Linked DNA regions of Gossypium hirsutum: all the other regions are linked to region 1. Evidence: chromatin contacts called from public Hi-C data. All regions are on one chromosome and are shown on one strand. The core of a region is the stretch at or near the end of the contact, and the rest is flanking DNA. Distances in the headings are between cores, read along the strand shown.

Evidence for each region. A called contact is a pair of places that touch in the nucleus more often than the background predicts.
Region 2: a Hi-C map of leaf shows a contact between it and region 1, with 1.7 times the contacts expected there. The contact joins the promoter of LOC107954545 here to the promoter of LOC107952769 in region 1. A contact is called at or near these places in 2 of 34 Hi-C or Micro-C datasets (both in leaf).
Region 3: a contact with region 1 is called in a Hi-C map of leaf, with 2.9 times the contacts expected there. The contact joins the promoter of LOC107956477 here to the promoter of LOC107952769 in region 1. A contact is called at or near these places in 5 of 34 Hi-C or Micro-C datasets (callus, hypocotyl and leaf).

The regions. Positions count from the first base shown.
Region 1 is chrD07:24,685,601-24,689,571 of Gossypium_hirsutum_v2.1, reverse strand. It overlaps LOC107952769 (U-box domain-containing protein 33), which reads left to right and starts at 2,325. Exons shown (of 10, transcript XM_016887939.2): 1 at 2,325-2,518; 2 at 2,620-2,789; 3 at 2,915-3,045; 4 at 3,223-3,344; 5 at 3,451-3,552; 6 at 3,631-3,790. The coding sequence starts at 2,648. It overlaps LOC107927220, which reads left to right. Exons shown (of 2, transcript XM_041096841.1): 2 at 2,504-2,628. The coding sequence ends at 2,628.
Region 2 is chrD07:24,886,745-24,890,715 of Gossypium_hirsutum_v2.1, reverse strand. It overlaps LOC107954545 (DEAD-box ATP-dependent RNA helicase 8), which reads left to right and starts at 2,135. Exons shown (of 10, transcript XM_016890136.2): 1 at 2,135-2,670; 2 at 3,107-3,167; 3 at 3,731-3,965. The coding sequence starts at 2,381.
Region 3 is chrD07:24,839,394-24,843,364 of Gossypium_hirsutum_v2.1, reverse strand. LOC107956477 (60S ribosomal protein L36-2) reads right to left here and starts at 2,104. Exons shown (of 6, transcript XM_041096771.1): 1 at 1,972-2,104; 2 at 754-1,702.

The DNA.
Region 1 (3,971 bases), core at 1,076-3,575:
AAAATCAGTTTAAAGGTGATATTTTTAGTCTTTTTTTTCTTCAATTAGATCTGGTTTTTTGCTCTTTCTTTTCATTCACAGTTAATAGGTTTAAAATAATAAAACGAAACTTACCTGAACGCCGCGTCTGAGTTGTCGCCGGAGTCCTTCGGGTAACTGAAAATGGACGGGGATGGCAGTTTTTGGGGGTTTTTCTCTCGGCTTTGGGGATAGGAGGGCCCGATCTACGAAAGACCTTTGCGACAGGGTTAAAAAAATGACCTTTCGCCTTCTGACCACCGCCTACGGCGGCGCCGGCGCCGAATGGCGCGGTGGCCTGCTGCCGGGCCCCTTGGCCGGAAAGGAGAGGCTGGGGAGAGGTTTTGAAGTTTTTTTGTTTTAAACAGAAAAGAATAATGAAATAAAAAAAACAAACTTAAATAGACACCTTAAACGGCGTCGTTTAGGACTGGCTTCAATAGTCCCAAAACGGCGTCGTTTTGACATGGATCAAGCCGACCTGACTCTACCCGATGAAGGTCCGCGTGTTTCCATACCTGAGGGTCTATTTATGATTTTGGTTCTTCTGAGTTTATTTTCTTTTAAATTGACTCCTTTTGTTCAATATTATTGTCTTTTAATTCAGCCCTGAACTTTCGTGTGTTTTTTCGATTTCGTCCCCGACCCCCTGGCGCACTGTGCAACGTACACGTGTCCTGATAAGGGTTTTATTACTCATTTGGTCCCTGGCATTTACGCACATTTCCATTTTGGTCTTTCTTGTTTGTTTTATTGTAGTTTTTACCCTGTAATTTCATTTTGCTCTCGATTTCGTCCTATGTTTTGTTTATTGTTTAATCTAATTTTTTTAAAGACTCTTATTATTATTAAACTAACTATTATTATTATGGTTATCTTTGTTATTATTATTATTATTTTACTATGGTTTACGTACCCATATCATTTAACTTTATATATATATATGTACATACCTTTTTTATATATATACGCATGTACCCATTTATATATATATTTTATATTCTATAATTTATATATACATTTAGATCTATATATATTTTCCTTACAAATACACATACATTAATATCTCTTCTTCTGTCCTTTTATATACACATGCGTACATATATGTATATACCTATATGAGTTTATTTTATAACTTTAAAACATAAATATATGTAGGTCTTCATGTTTTTATAAGTATATATATGTATATATATATTTTTTTCTTACGTGCGCATGCATTTTTATTTATTTATTATTTTTTTTTAATCTGGGCCAATTTACCTTTTTATTATTATTTTGTTTTATCTAATGTTCATTTGTTTATTTGTTCACATGTCCATTTTTATGTGTTAGTTATTTATTTATTTATTTGTCATTATACGCATATGATGAATTTGCTTCATTTTATTTATTTATTATTTGTTTTTGCTCATATTATTTTAGTCTCATTATCTTATTTATTATTCCATTATGCATATAAATACATAGTTCAAAAAAGAAAAATGTTTCAAAAAGGGCAATGTTTTGCATTTGGAAATTCGAGAAAACATGCCCTAAGGTGCTGGGTGTCGTTTTTCTCGTTTAACCAAATAGCTTAATATCCTTTTAAAAATTTTACAATGAGGCAATGTTTTGCATTTGGAAATTCGAGAAAACATGCCCTAAGGTGCTGGGTGTCGTTTTTCTCGTTTAACCAAATGACTTAATATCCTTTTAAAAATTTTACAATGAGGCAATGTTTTGCGTTTGGAAATTCGAAGAACGTGCCCTAAGGTGCTGGGTTTCGATTTCTCGTTTAACCAAATTGCCAAATATCCTCTTGAATTTTAATCTTTGCTATACGAGTTTTTTTTAAGGATCGTATTTTAAGTTTCTTTAAAGTTTTCAATCTTCGACACTAAGACATTAAATAATCAACTAGGTACCAATTTTGGGCGTATCGAGGGTGCTAATCCTTCCTCGTGCGTAACCGACTCCCGAACCCATTTTTCTGAATTTCGTGGACCAAAACCGTTGTTTTAATAAAATCAAATCGTTTATTAAAAACAACAACTTTTCAAGGTGATCCAATCACACCTCATAAAAAAAGGATTGGTGGCGATTCCCGTTTCTTTTTTTTTCAAAACCCAAGTCGACCCCGTTTTTCATCATCCAAAAAAAAGTGTCAACAAAAGTGATTGCATTAAGAGAGAAAGAAGGAATAATATGCTTCCTATATCCAATCCAGTGAATAAAGAAGAAATGATGTTGGCTTGTGGAACCCAGCATTCACCATTGAAACCATGGGTTTATAAAAATCCCAGTTATTTTTTTTTTTTTGTTATCAAAGCCAAAAAAGAGTTCGGAAATCAAACATTTCCTTTTTGACATTAATACTAATAAAACTAAAGAAGTATTTGGGTATGGGTGATTAGTTGCTTGCAATGACAAGTCACCCAAACAGGTCTTAACGCAGGGAATCTTTTCCTGTTTGAAATAGTTTTATTGACCCCGTCTTGACTAGGAACTTGCCTTGAAGGTCTCCTTGGTTTACTACTTTTACCCCAGATAAATAGAAACAAAATTGCTTTGGCTTTGGCTTTGGCTGTAACTGACCCTATGTCTGCAACTTCATCGCAGGTGGATTGAGGGAGTAATTAGGAGAAGCATGGGTAGTGAGGATACCATATATGTTGCAGTGGGGGGAGTTGAAGAAAGTGAGCTCACTTTGTTATGGGTTTTACATAACCTTAAGCCTCGGAAAGTTTGCATTCTTCATGTTCATCAGCCTTCCAAAATGATCTCATCCAGTAAGTCAACTCTCTCTCTAGTAGTATATGAATTTGGACTGTTGATTTCTAATGGTTCTTTGAGATTCTTAGCTGCATGTAATCTGATTTTTTTTTCCTTCTTTTTCTTCCCTCCCCTTATGGAGTGTACGGAGTCGATGGGAATTTAGCTGAAATCATTTTTGATCAACAACAAATCAGAGGTCTAGAGGAAGTTGGAAAGGAAATGATGAACCGGATCTTGGATGAATACCTTCTTTTTTGTAGTCAAGCTGGGGTACTATTTCTTCTTCCTCTACTGACTGCTCATTTAATGGCTCTACTGAACTCAGCAGAAGACCGTGTTTGCTTAATGGAAACTTATTTACTTCCATTATTTATGGATTTATAGGTTCTGTAATCAGAGAGTTGTACTTTTTCTTTTTTTCTGAAACAGTTCTTCAATATTGTGTAGGTCAGTGCCATAAGACTACATATCCAGATGGATGATGTTGCAAAAGGGATTGTGGAACTGATTCGTCGGCACAATATCAAGAAGCTAGTGATGGGCGCAGCAGCTGATGAGCACTTCTCAGAGTACAAATAATTTTGTTATTAAACTGTTCTCAGTTTCCTTAAACGTTCATGAATGATCTTACTTTCTTTCTTCACTCTTCAGCTGAACTTCACTTTTTTATTGCAGGGGAATGTGGCTGATGTCTGAGAAAGCACAATATGTGAACGAAAATGCACCATTTTCATGCCAAATTTGGTTCATTTGCAGGGAGCACCTTGTCCACACAAGGTAGCTCACTGATTGTCACTAATGAGATTACAAGTTCCAATTGCTTCCATTGTAATGACATCGAGGTCTTTACTGCAGGTTTGAAACTGGGCAATCATCAAATGCACCAAGTCCATCTGGCTCTAGTTATTTGACAAGTTCTACTGAAGCTGCTGGTATTTTTGGCTCAACTGTGTCCGAGGAAAGAGAGGAGAGTGAATGTGAGATTGAGCTATATGATGTGCTTCACTCTGGAGAGGTTTGTGATTCTTTATCAATGCCCCAATATACCATAACACTATAGTACAGTAGAAGTTCATTTTCCATAAAAGCTACATGTCAAGAACGTCTACATTCATGTTCTCTATTGTCATATGTTGATTATCACCACTGCCATTCCGTTGTCTTTATAGCTTAGTCTTGACCTGGAAGCTGAGGAA
Region 2 (3,971 bases), core at 886-3,385, 200 kb before region 1:
ATAAGTTTGTTCCAAACCAAAGTAAAGTTTTTAGGTCATTATATTATCCAATGAACCATTACCCCAATAGAACGATCTATAGAGTTTGCTAGCAAATTCCTAGACCAAATTCTTGATAAGCTCTAATTACAAAGGTTCTTAGGAAACCTCAATTATGTCATAGACTTTTATCCAGGTCTTAGCAAATTATGTAAACTGTTATATGATAGGCTCAAAAAGAATCCACAACCTTGGACAAATAACCATACCAATATTATCACCCAAATCAAAAAACAAATCACTAAACTTCCTTGTCCATATTTAGCTGATCCAAATGCCCCCAAGATAATAGAGACAGATGCTTCTGAAATACGATATGGTGGGATCCTGAAACAAGTTAAAGGAGGAAAAGAACAAATAGCTCAGTTTACTTCCAGACACTGGAATCCTACTCAGCAAAATTATAATACCATTAAAAAGAAATTTTATCAATTGTTTTGTGCATTACAAAATTCTAAAGTGATTTATTAAATCAAAAATTTCTTTTATGAATCGATTGCAAATCAGTAAAAGAAGTTTTACAAAAAGATGTTCAAAAATTGCATCAAAACAGATTTTTGCAAGATGGCAAGCAATCTTGAGCATATTTGATTTTGATATTGAATACATCAAAGGAGAAACTAATTCTTTGCCTGTTTTTCTCACGAGAGAGTTTCTTCAAAAATGCCCCCGAACTTCGAGACAAAAGAAAAGGGAAAATAGAAGAATCATCCAAAACCCAAATCACCTCAAAACCAATTAAGTCATTGTATGAAATTTGCCATGAAAAAGATGAGAAATCATCATCATCGTCAAAATCCTCCAAAAATACAATAATTCAAGATGCACAAGATCTAAATGAGATTGGTTCTCAAATAAAAAAAATGGATTGAGTCCCTATCTCAATCTCGGAAGTAGCATTGGCCTTTTCACAAATGAAAGAGGAAACTCCTCTCAAACAAATTGCTGCTGAAGCAGCAAAGGTTTCAAAAAATAAAGAGATTGTTTTACACAAACCAAAATCTCTTAAAAATGTTTTAAAAGAGACTTCTCTCCTAGATGTTTTTCCAAAAGAGATAGCAGTGTCTTCACAGACTGCTACACAAAAATCTTCACAAATTTTCCAAACAAATATTTTGAAAAATTATTGTTATGAAGGAAGAATTTTCAGAAAAACATCCACAAATACTTGCAAAAGAACTTTTCAAATATAATCTAATATTAGATTAATATTAAATTTAATATTAAAAAGATTAAGTTTAATCATAGTTGAACTCTCTAAACTTTTCTTATATAAAGAGAACATTATGTCATTATTTTTGACACATTTGAATTCAAGAGAAAGTTGTAGAGAAAAAATTCTCTAAAAAGATTATTTTAAAAAATTTTCTAATTTGAAGCGAGCCCAAACTAAACAGACGTGAGCTTGAGGATAACGGATTTATTATTTTAGATATCACAATTAAGATCTTATTTTGAAAAAAATTTTAAAACTCTATTTTTCCTAAATTTATTTTTCGTTGCGTTTTCCAAACCCGTTTTTTCTAACAATTTGGTTGTTGGGTCTCTTATCTCTAGTGAAGGCTGTTTTAACCATGATGTACTGAAGATTTAACTTAGCTCTGATACCATGAAAATTTTCAAGAAACTATTTCAATAAAACTATACTGTCTTTATTACGTAAAGAGCTGAGTTTAAATAAAAAAAAGACTCAGAACATAGCTAGAAAAATAGTTTCCTTATTCAGTAAACTATTAAAAGATAAAAAAAAAGTCTTCATAAAAAATCTCAATTGATTATTCTAAGATTATATATCTAAATAACTTAAAAATTATCCCAAAATATACAAGAGTTCCCAAAATATACGGGTTTTCAACACATATTTTGACAAAGTTACCCACTTATTAGCTAAATTTTGATTTTGATTTGTGCCTTGACATTTTTTAACAGAAATTTTAAGCACGAGTAATGTGGTTAACCCAATGAAATTACATGTACTAAATTGACAATTTAGATATTATGCCAGGGCCAAACACCATATTAACCCAAATCTTTTCTTTATCTCTGCAAAGCCCATTAACGACTCTAAAATTAAAAAAAGAAAAAATTCCATTTGGTGTCTTCTCTATGGTCAATAAAACCATCAGTATTCATTCAAATTTACGATCTAACCTTCTTCCTTTTTCTTCAACTAACAAAACTAAGCTTCTTTGTTTTGATTTAGGACGACCCTCGGTTTTGCCATTATTTACGGCGTTGCCTCTTTGTAAGAAACCCTAGTGTTCGATTTTTTTTTTGGTAGTTGTGTTCGGATTTTTCTAGAGTTTCGTATCTTTTTTTTTTTGGAGCTTAGGATTGTGATATGAATAGTAGAGGGAGGTATCCACCACCGGGGATCGGCGTTGGCCGGGGGGGCGGAGTGAATGCTAACCCTAGTTTTCAGTCCAGGCCGTCGCAGCAACACTACGTGCAGAGGAATTTGGTTCATAATCAGCAGCAGTTTCAACAACACAATCAGCAGCATTTTCAACAACAACAACAGCATCAACAACAACAGCAGTGGCTCAGGCGTAACCAGTTACCCAGCGGCAATGACTCCAGTGTCATCGATGAGGTCGAAAAGACCGTACAATCGGAAGCCGTTGACTCGAGGTCCCTTTTGAATTTTATTTCTTGTCTATTTTTTGTTATATTTATGCCTAATCTTTTTTTTCTTTTGTATCCTATGGCATTATCTCTCTTCAGTTCTACAGTTTTTGAGTGCTCCTAGTGTGCTTAGGAAATAGTTTTTATGGTTTGATTTATTCCCAAACTTTCCATTTGTTAGGAAGGACTTGACGAGGGAAGGATGGAATTTGCGTATTGCTTTCATGGTTACTCTTCGCTTATTTGTTGTTAACCTGTTAACATTTCTTTTTTGTATAGCTATCAGTTCTCTTCTATATGCAATAGATTGAACGTTTAAAACTTCATCTTTAGATACTCCTACAAATTTTGGTTTTCAGTTTTCTTGTTTCTGTCTTTACATTTAACGACATCATTTTATTTTGCATGGTTTTAAAATCTAATGTACATTTTCCTCTTTCAGTTCACAAGATTGGAAGGCCAGGCTAAAGATACCACCAGCAGATACCCGCTACAAAACAGAGGTATGTCCGTAAATGGTATTTTTCTTGTCTAGGTACTAAATTGACTACTTTCTTGAAGAATCTGCTTTTATCAGTTATGTTTTTATCGCAGTTGTGGTATAGGTTATGAATATCACCTAGATAATCATCATCCTAATAACTATTCATCATACCTTCATGAAACTATAAAAATTGTTCTCTGCTCTTCTGAATGGTAAAGAATAAATTGCTTTCTTAGGGCATTCTAGAAATGCAGGTGGATTATTTTCTTTTGCTTCCAACTATCCTGTTGTATATATAGCCACATACTAGCATAATCACAATTATAAATGGTCGGTTTCCAGAGTTCTTAACTTGGGGAAGGTTATACCTAATTCTATGGTGTTGAGGCCTTCTGGTTTGAACTTGCATATCGAAGAACTGTTTTAGGCAAGCATTACTCATTTCTTGGAAGCATATCATCTGTTTTTTGGTGACATATATCTCATCACTAAGCATGATAGTGGTGCAATTGTTTTTTGTAGATTTTTCAAATGTTATAATTACCTGTTTACATACTAAACTGCCTATTAAATTGCTGCCAGGATGTGACAGCTACTAAAGGAAATGAATTTGAGGACTATTTTCTGAAACGTGAACTTCTTATGGGAATATATGAGAAGGGTTTTGAAAGACCATCTCCTATTCAGGAAGAGAGTATTCCCATTGCTTTGACCGGAAGTGATATTCTTGCCAGAGCCAAAAATGGAACTGGAAAGACAGCAGCATTTTGCATTCCCGCCTTGGAAAAGATTGACCAAGATAACAATGTTATTCAAGGTTAAA
Region 3 (3,971 bases), core at 855-3,354, 150 kb before region 1:
AAAAACAGACATTAGCTTCTGAAACCCGGTAGAGATCTTAAGTTTCAATTTAGGCTTAGAACAAAGAAGGGCGGCCAACCTTCCCGACCGTGCAAGGGGAAAATAGCTAGGGTTTTGCATGTTATGCATATTTATAGGTGGTAAATCGGGTGGAGGCTTTTTTGGGTCCATTAACCCTATCGTTAAAAAATTAACATAATTGGGTCCACGTTGAACCCAAAAGTTAAAGACGAAAGAGGTTTCCATTTATTAGGCTCATGACTGAAGACCCAAAAGACCAATAAGCAGACCGGTCTAATTTTTTAGGCTCTCTGTTTCAAATTCTGCATTTTCTTTCTTATAATCCACGATTTTCATATTAAAGTTACCATATAGAGTATATATATGAAAACTTTGGGTTTTGGGTTAGTTTTTTTAATTTTAAAATATTTTTAAAATTATGTTTAAAGTGACTCCCATTTTTTAAATATGATTTTTTTACCATTAATAATAATATTTTAAATAATAAACAATTTTAAACATCATAATTAAAATTTAAAACTAAAATCTCTTAACATAAATAAATAATAATATAATTGCATGCAACATTAAGGTACACCATCTTTTTTTTAAGTAACTTATATAAATAATAAGTTAGTGCTTCACATGGATAAAGAAAACTAATTAACATATAATATTATATACTCATTCTGCATCAAATATTGTACCTCTAAAGAACTCGAGTCCTCCTTTATGGAGTATAATGTGACTTACCAACTATGACTGCAGAGATGAACACAGCGGCCGCTCGAGTGAGTCCATCGGTTTATGAATGCCGTTATGTTGTTCAAAATTGGATCGGATTCATAGGTGTTTGTTCACAGCTGGTTGGGTTCGGTTGAAGGGTTGGATTTTTGGGGTAGTTCATTATTCAATTCATTGGTTTTGCAGGACGAAATTTGGATGCAATGCTAATTGTAAACACAAAAAGGTGTTTATGTAAAAGAACATTGAACATCACACAATCAGCAGTAGTGGAAAAGGGTTATTTGATAGCCCCACATGGTTTGACAGAGGATAGTGGATAGCCAGTTCCAGGATGCACAATTCTGGTGTGCAGAGGAAAGGAGTGTGCCCTCAAATTGGGAAGGAATCCCTTGCCTCATCAAACATACATCACTCTCCTAATAAAAAAAAACTCACAAGCCAGCTATGGCTATCAACACTAGAGTTTTTCATCTTCTGAACTAAACTTTCTCAAATTACTTCAATTTTCACAAATTAAAACATGAGAAAAGAAAGTCTACCGTCTGTTCATACACAACTAAAGTTTCTCAAATTACTTTCAACTACCATTTTCACAAATTTTGAAATTATGGACTAAAACAAGCTAAAGGGAAGTGATTTTGACCCACTAATTCATTTCAAATATAAAAAGAAGCTTGAGATACCCGGAATTCCATTCAAACATCACTCAATGAACCACTCCTTACTATGAAACGCCTCAAGGGTTTTGTTGGAGAAGAAGTTGAGGAAGATGATCTGAAAGCTTCAACCTTATCCTTGCATTTGGTGTTGTCTCCTTTGTTCTCTTCCAAACACTTCTCCATGGCCTCAGAATTGGCTTGCGACAATCTCTTCTTCTCTGTCACATTCACACCACCACTCACCGCATTCACCTCTTTCTCTTTATCCATTGCCTCAATAAATTTCACAAACTCAACTAAAACCCACAAATAATTTCCATGAGAAATTAAACAAGGCAAAAGACGATAAAAGAAAAGAGATTCTGGGTTTCATTGTTTCAATAGTTTGGTTAGGATAGAAGAAGCATGTTTTCGAGAGGAAACAAAAAATCAAAAAGAGAGAAGATATAGTTAGCAAGATAAAAACATGGTTTCGTCTGATATTAACTAAAAAACTAATGAGAAATACATCTAAAACAAGAAGAACATAAGGGTAAAAATGAAAAAGTGGGAACTTTGAACTTACTCAGATAAAGCTAAATGATGGGAGTAGTGAAGTTTGCAGATGAAGAGAGCGTTGGAGAAAGGCTTTGTTTTAAAGAGAGATGGAGCAAGAATTAGGACTTACAGAGAAAGGTATTGGAATATTTTCTCGAAATAGTCGTTATATATAACACACATAGATATTTCATATTTAGTCGGAGCAATACTCTTTAGGTTATCTTGGTTAAATTCTGCTGTTAGTCCCTGTACTTTGTAGAAATTATGGATTTAATTTTTATATTTTAATTTGGTATTTTTAGTCCCTGTACATTTAAATTTTACATTTTCAAAATAGGAGAATATGGGTTAAATCTACAACTATATGCACAATAGAAGACTAATAACTGAATTTAATTGTTACTATTTGAATAAGGATTAAAATTTTAAATTTTTAAAAATACAGTAACTAAAATTAATTAAATTAAAATATAAATATTAATTATTTTAAATCTAATTATATAAAAATGGAAAAATAAATTAAAAATAACATTTTAATAAATAGAAGAAGGAGATTATAAATTAATTTAAAGATGTATTAAAAAGAAAGAAAAGGAAGACATGAGTTTGTAATTCTCCCATAAACTGAAATGAAAATTGTGCTCTCAAATGGGGTTAAGTAGATGCAGATAGGGTTAATAGGATAGTTTAGAAACCAAAAGGAAATTAAAAAGAAAATTATTTATTTAAATCTTTACCTACCAGTTTAGCATTTGGATTGTGTGAATCATAAAATAATGTTGATGTATGTGAATGTGTGTGTTAGTGGGTCGAGAAATTAGTCGCGATCAAAGATATTATAATATACTCTAATAAATTTAAAAGCTCATATAATATATTAAATTAGGAATTAATTGTGTTTAAAATTTAAATATAAATATTTCTATCATATTTGAGATTATCTAATTTTAAACTATTTTAGAAATATAAATATACAAATATTTATTCGATTCTGGTACGCGAGTATGAGACTTGGGATGTTTGGTTGGCGGACTCTGTTGCGTGTTGAACTATAACTTCTATGTTGCTTTGACTGGATTTTGTTTTTCTACTTCTTTTTATAAATTCTTTATTCTTTTTAGGGAGCTTAATTTAATTATAATTTTTTCAGTAAAAATATAAATTCATGCATTTATAATTTTTAAAAGATTAAATCAAATTTTTATCATTTTTAGGGGGTTAAAGTATAGCATTATCTTTTTTAAATTTAAAATTTTAAAGAGCCTAAATGAAAAATTTTCCATTTCAGAAGGGTGTCAACCCCCTAGCTATGCTCGGTGCATTGATGTCTCTATTTGTATCACCTTTTGGTACTTGGATTTTAAAATTTCATTTATAGGTTGCCAATTGAATCTTAATTTGATTAGCATCAGTATTGTTGGTAAGGAAGATGTGAGTTTGAGTACGCTAATGTGCATTTATCTTTTTATTAAGGGTTAAAGAATGATTATGAGCAGATTTAAGCATGGTATAAAAAATAAATATAAAAAAATTATTTATTTGCTAAGAAATATATATAATAAAACCCTGGAATATATAGGTTGTATTTAAGAATGTTACTAAACCTCGTAAAAGTCTTTGTTTTGAAAATATGGAACAGAGGATAACGAATGTATATACATGGCAATGATTGGATAAAGTTGAAAGCCATATTGATGTGTGTCTTCCAAATACTAAAAAAAATTAAACAACGTTTAATTAAGGATATTAATTTCTAATAGCAAGGCAAAGATCTAATTTAAATTTAAGTCTTCTTTATTTCTTTTATGAAACTTTTAATTTTTTAAAATCACGCAAACTACTCTATTCCCACATTTTTTAATAGTCAAACTTGTCATTTCGTTGGATCAACAACAAGAGCTCTTCCACAGTTGTTTGCATTCACTTTCACTGGAATTCCAATCTATTGTCTTCCAGCAACAGTCATTTTCTACTCCTTCATCAACCAATGCCATCTTTATTTTATACAACATTTAAACCATCAAA